Linked DNA regions of Capra hircus: region 2 is linked to region 1. Evidence: chromatin contacts called from public Hi-C data. All regions are on one chromosome and are shown on one strand. Each heading gives the region's core, a stretch centred on a gene start, on an enhancer-like site or on the middle of the called end of the contact. The rest is flanking DNA. Distances are from core to core; before and after follow the strand shown. Region 1 has its middle 41 kb from the start of BTG2. Region 2 holds the start of FMOD (fibromodulin).

What was found. A called contact is a pair of places that touch in the nucleus more often than the background predicts.
Region 2: a Hi-C map of blood shows a contact between it and region 1, with 2.6 times the contacts expected there. The contact joins the promoter of FMOD here to the enhancer-like site in region 1. A contact is called at or near these places in 3 of 5 Hi-C or Micro-C datasets (all in blood).

Annotation. Positions count from the first base shown.
Region 1 is chr16:431,301-434,479 of ARS1.2, forward strand. No RefSeq gene overlaps it. Among named protein-coding and RNA genes, the nearest start is that of BTG2, 41 kb to the right of the region's middle. Within about 2 kb of position 1,626, at least 1 of the 5 cell types and tissues checked has an H3K27ac peak or open chromatin away from gene starts, as enhancers often do.
Region 2 is chr16:517,795-520,973 of ARS1.2, forward strand. It overlaps FMOD (fibromodulin), which reads right to left and starts at 1,690. Exons shown (of 3, transcript XM_005690371.3): 1 at 1,384-1,690.

The DNA.
Region 1 (3,179 bases), core at 376-2,875:
CCCACAGTTCATGCCCTTTGGAGTCACGGCATCATCCCTATGTTCAGGTACAATCCCATGTGATATGAACTGTTACATGGACTGACAGATTTGGAAACAGGTTGAGAGGTTACACAGACTGCCAAAAGAAATACAAAGAACAACTGGTTGAAATAGCCCCTCTGGCTCTAAATCCTTGTCCTGTAATCATCATGTAAGAAAGTAGGGGCTACCCACCACCTGGTGATGTAACTTGTTGCTAAGAATCTTGGCCATTCAGGGGAGTCAGAAGGAAGGGGTCCAATGAAGGAAGGCCTCTCCTAGATGACAAGATTGAGCTTCAGGAATTGTGGGCCACTGACTACAGGTGAAGTGAGTGAAGTTGCTCAGTCGTGTCTGACTCTTTGCAACCCCATGGACTGTAGCCTTCCAGGCTCCTCTGTCCATGGGATTTTCCAGGCAATATACTGGAGTGGATTGCCATTTCCTTCTCCAGGGGATCTTCCCAACCCAGGGATTGAACCGGGTCTCTCGCACTGTAGACAGACACTTTACCATCTGAGCCACCAGGGAAGACTACAGGAGTTCCCACCAAATCAACCTACCAAGCTGCCTGAGGCTAGAGAGATGCTTCAACTAATAGCAGGGGACCAGCTTGGGACTTGTTTGGGGCTCTTTCGCATATTGCCCTGAACTCAAGTGTAGAGAGCCAGGACCAGATAGGACTGGGAAGAGGCCCTCACTTCTGTCCAGTGACTGTGAAAAAGGCAAGCTCCTCGGTGAGCTAGAGTCAGCCATGAGGGCTGGTTTCAGCCTGAAGTTCAGGAGTTCCTGGGGGAACTGAGGCCCATGTGGCCAAGAAAAGCAAGACACGTGCACTGTCTCTCCGATACTAGAAGGATACACAAAGGCCCCATGTGATCCTGGAGAGGCCGAGCACGGAGGAGAGTTTATAGGGAATTACGATAAGAAGGCGATGATCTAGGCCCGGCTGCCTGCTAGAGACACCAGCCTGTTTCAAGCCATCTTCTGACTTCCTCTGGCCGTGGGTTTGGAAGTGGCTGAGTGCAGAGAAGCCGGTGGCCGGCAGTCTGCGGGATTCCCGGTGTGCCTCTGGGCTTCGTCCTGAGCTGTGGGTGCAGCTTCTCCCATCAGCTCAAGTCCGAGGCCCCAGGCAGCGACCAGGCTGCACACTTTTGCACTCAGAGAGGCTGCTGATGCTGCACTGGAGTCCCGAACCATTCACCTCCTTGTCCAGCCCAGAAAGGAGTTATTCTGTAGGCCCTGCAGGAGAATGGACCAGGCACGAAGACAGTCCTGGGAGGAAGTCCAGCCCTTGACCCCTGCGGCAGCTCCCCACCCACTTCCCTCCACCCCTTCTCCTTCCTGCTCTCCAGGTGATTGTGGGCCCAGGACAAAAGAAGTCTCCCTTGCTTCTCTGGCCAGAGGAACGGAGCCAAGAGATTGCAATAAAGCCCTTGGGTTCTTGGACAGGAAGGCAAAACAAAACACAAAATAAAAAGCTCAGTGAGATCACTGTCCTGCCCAGAGGCAAGTCATTGCTCAAGTCAAGTCAGCCAACCTGGCCTCTATCCCTGCTGAGTCCCAGAGAAAGGCTGCCTGGCTGGGCGATCTGATAGGGGTGGGCGGGGGAGCTGAGCCCCTGCCCTGGAGCTCCTGGCCCAGGGGAGGGATGCTGCCTTCCTCTCAGAAAACCACGGGAGGGAACAGCGTGCAGGACCATTTTCCACCAAGGATAAATCAGGCTGTTCCATAGGGGCCTGCGGCCATGTAAGGCAGAGATGAATCTAAACCACAAAGCATTCAAACTCGGACGAATTGCTGAGCCCCTTCCCACGGCCCAGTCAGCAGGTCTCTGGTCTTCTGACTGCCCAGGTCATCCCCTTTCAAACACTTAGCAGAGGGCCACTGCGGGCCTGTCCTCCCCAAGCTGAGGGTACAGACAAGGAGCTTGCCGAGTAGGGTGGGTGCTGGACTGTTCCCATGGAGCGACAAGCTATGTAGGAGGCTTCTGCTTGAGGAGAGGTATTGGGCCTGCCTCCCAACACATAAAAGGAAGTGATACTCCCACTGGAGAGAAACTGGAAGGAAGTGATGCTCACACTGAGGAGGCAGAAAAACGATCTGGGTAGATGACAGAAGCAAGGCCCCGCTGCAGCTCCCGCCCCAGAGGGACCCAGGGTCAGTGCCGGGCAGACATGCAACTGTCAGTAGAACCCACGGAAGACCACAAAGCACTTAGCTCACTGAGTTATTTCATTTACCTTTATTCTGTGACATGGTTCAGAAAATAAAGTTCAGAGAAGTGAAATAGCTAACCCCAGGACACACAGCAAGAAGCTCTGATTCCACATTCCAAGCCTCAACTAGTTTTTTAGGTAGCCTCTGCCCCCAACTCCCAGAGACAGAACCCTGTTGAAAACATGTCTAGACTTGTTTTTTCAAGTTGGTTTACATATGGAGACCTGGCTCACACCAACCAAACACACAGGAGGTGGATGGGCAAACAGACACCCAATATGCTCGTTTACAGGCAGCATACATTTGTCATTAAGGCTAGTGTTGAGAATTTGCTGAAGCCACCCATTTCCCCATGGCAATGCCGAGAAATGCAGAGCCCAAGCAAACAGAGCCAGCCCATTCTAAAGGACTCATCAACCCATCAGATCAAGTGAAGGAGAAGCAGGATGTTCTGGAAGCTTGAAGAAAGGTGACTCTGGAGCAACCTGGATTGGAATCTCAGCTCTACCAGCCTCTGACTGTGTGTCCCTGGCAGGTTACTAAATCCTCAGCTTCTTCATCTGCTAGATGGAGACAATCACAGAACAACACAGAACTGCTGAAGCGGATTAGACTTGGAAGGTATATGACACCTTGTCCAGCGTGTGGGGGAACTTAATAAATGGTAACCGCTTTGTCATTATGATAGTGGTGTAGGTTTTACAAGCTTCAAATTCAGAGACCTTGTCTATATAACCATGGTGTAACTGGAGCATACTAATGACAAGATCTTTTTTTTTCTTAATTTATTTATTTTAATTGGAGGCTAATTACTTTACAGTATTGTAGTGGTTTTGCCATACATTGACATGAATCAGCCATAGGTGTACATGTGTTCCCCATCCTGAACCCTCCCACCTCCCTCCCCATCCCATCCCTCTGGGTCGTCCCAGTGCACC
Region 2 (3,179 bases), core at 440-2,939, 87 kb after region 1:
AAACTTTAGAACCTTTCTCGGTCTGAGCATAGTCACATATGCTGTTCACGTTGCTGCTGGCCCTTGCTGGGGACAAGAAAAAGAAAGGGCTCTAAGACCCAAAGTCGGAGCCCATGAGCTGAGGAGAAGGCCCCTGGGGGTGATAGTCAGCCTGGCCCCTTTCTGGCCACCGTCTCCCTCAGACCTCTCTGTCCCCTGCGAGCGAGTCCCTCGGGCCTGCTTCATCTCAGTAGCCCACAGGCTCCAGGAACGAGGTGCCTCACTCATCTTCAGCAGCCTCAGACAAAGAGCCCACAGTGCTCCTGGGGAGCCTCCCCAGCCGCCCACTGCCTGGGCACGCTGGCTGGGCCCTGGCACTGCCCAGGAGAGAACGGATAGAGTGGCCCACTGCCAGTAGCACATTTTTCCATGCTCAGCTCTGGGCTGCTGCAGGACCAGGGTGGCTGTCTGGAGGTTGGCACAGTGAGCCTCTGTCTCCATTTCTCCTTCCAAACTAGGCACCTTGGCAGGCAAGAGCAGCCCTCCTCTTCAAGCCTTCCAGGGCTGTGCATCCTACCCACTTGACTCTCTTTCGGTATCATGACTGCTAAGAGGGGTTCTCGGGGACCTTATGCCTCTCTTTACCCCTTCCCCATCTCAGCAATGTTGCTCCAGGCTTTATACCCTTAAATCCTCTCCACTTTGCCCCCAAAGCTAGAGACATCCCTGTGCTCAAAGTTTTGTGAGGTGGAAAGCTTCTAGGACTGGTACTTTCTGAGTTGGGGGGAGCTTACTCAGGAGTTGCTGCTGGTCTTTCATTTCTCCATTCTAGAGAACCATGTCTCCTTCCTATCAGAATCCAGAAGGTCAAACCAAAAGCTGCTTTGTAACCTGAATTAGGTCCCCATTTCACAGCTCCTTGGACCTGGTCAACTCTCAACACTTTTGTGTGTTTATTCCCTTTCACCCCAGTAACACACAAGCACACACATACACACACACACAAACACACACATTACACAAAATTCCCTCTCCCCTCATATAAGAGCGTTTAGGTGCCTCAGCCCCTCTGAAGAGACTGCAGGGCACAGGTCTAGGATGGTGGACTTTCTGAGTAGTAGTGGGGCAGAGCTGGCTTCCCCAGATACCTGGTCCTTCACTTTTTCACACCTGAAAGCTGAAGGTTCCCCAACAGTCAGGAAGGAACCATCGGACAAAGGCGGCATGTGGGAACCCCCTCCTTTGACTCCCTTTCCCTGCTCCAGCATCCTGGGACACGGTCCAGATGGGGAAGGAGGAATTGCTCCTTCTGCCCTGGGCCCTGTCCCCTCTCCCCAGCCTCTTTCCTTTGCTCCTTTCATGGAGCTACCAGGGACAAAATCTGAAGGAAAGTGACAGACCTACCTTGAAGGTGAATCTTTCAGAGAGTGACCACGTCCCTCTGTCTGGCCTCCTCGGTTGGAGAGCGTGTGAGCAGGAGAGGAGTGAGTGTGTCTACTGAGAGTGTGCACGCCTCTGCCAGGCCAGGGCCCGCCCCCAAATTCCTAATCAGATGTCGTGAAGAGAGAGGTTGAGGAGCCCAGATCCTGGCTTTCTCAGCGCTGCTGCAGAGGCGGAGCTCACACTCAACCGCTCAAAATTGCTATAAAAACCACCTTCTTTCCACTCACTTATCTTCCCTGAAGCATTGGCAGCTTGGGGTCTCTTTCTGCTGAATGAGTTATTGGCGCTCTGGAGGTTATTTGTGCAGTCTCTTACAAAGGCCTGGATTTCTCATTAAACCCATAGGGCAGATGCAGGGATAGGGAGGGCCAGGATTTGCCAAGAGGCATCTTAACTCTTTCAGCAACCCAGGGTCCCACTGGAGAGCGAGTGCTCAGCTTTCTGGGCTTCAGCGCCCTCTGTGGGCAAGTGGTTAGGCTGATGGACAGAGGAGAGGACTCTGGCTCCAGTTCCATCCCTGACCAGAGAGACATGTCTGGGCTGTAGGATTTCTCTCTCCCCACTGAGATAAAAAGGTAGACAGGGACTCTCGTATTTGTTAGTCACTTACTGGGCACTAGGGCTTGCAGTTGGTAGAGAATCTGCCTGCAAGGCAGGAGACCCCGGTTCAATCCCTGGGTCAGGAAGATCCCCTGGAGAAGGGACAGGCTACCCACTCCAGTGTTCCTGGGCTTCCCTTGTGGCTCAGCTGGTGAAGAATCCGCTTGCAATGCAGGAGGCCCCAGTTTGATCCCTGGGTTGGGGAGATCCCCTGGAGAAGGGATAGGCTGCCCGCTCCATTATTCTTGGGCTTCCCTTGTGGCTCAGCTGGTAAAGAATCCACCTGCAATGGGGGAGACCTGGGTTCCATCCCTGGGTTGGGAAGATCCCCTGGAGAAGGGAAAAGCTAACCACTCCAGCATTCTGGCCTGGAGAACTCCATGGACTATACAGCCGCTGGGGTCGCAAAGAGTCTGACACGACTGAGCGACGTTCACTCTCACTTTGCTGTGCACGAGCATCACACACACCCACCTCGTGACGACCCTCGGGTTCACAGCACTGCCTTGTTGAGTTGCAGTAGGGGCTCTATGAGGCAGTTTGTGTGAGGCCCCTGGCCCAGCACACAGCTGAAGCTCACTCAGTCCACGGTAGAGATGATTGCTCTTATACCCACTTTACGGATGTCGAGACCCTGAGCAAGGGGAGGATGAGGTCGTAGAAGCAGGCAGGAGCTAGACCATGAAAGGACTTTTAGGCCATGGAATGGATTTAACTTTTATTCTGAATGTATTTTAAAAATTTGTTTTAAGGAGAGAAAGTGAAAAGATCTGACCTACGTTTTAAAAAGTCCGTGGGAGAGACTGCTGTGCGGTAAAAAGGAGGAAAGTGTGGAAGCAGGAGCTCCAGCTCTCCTCTGTTGAGAGGTAACAGCACATTGGGCCAGCGCAGTGCAAGAGGGAACGACGTATGTTTAGACAAGTTGAAAAGTCTTGAAGGTGGACCAGAGAAGGAGTTAGGGAAAGTGACGGATGAGTCCTTGATTTTGAGTCTGAGCAACTGGGCTGGTGGTAGCACCATTTCCTGACACTAGAAAGACGGGGACGGACAGAGGCTAAGTTAGAGATGCCTGTTAGGCCTCCCAGTGCGGATGCATGCAGGCAGTTAGATATATCAGGATGAATTGGAAGGTCAAGTACTAGAAGAATCTGGATTAC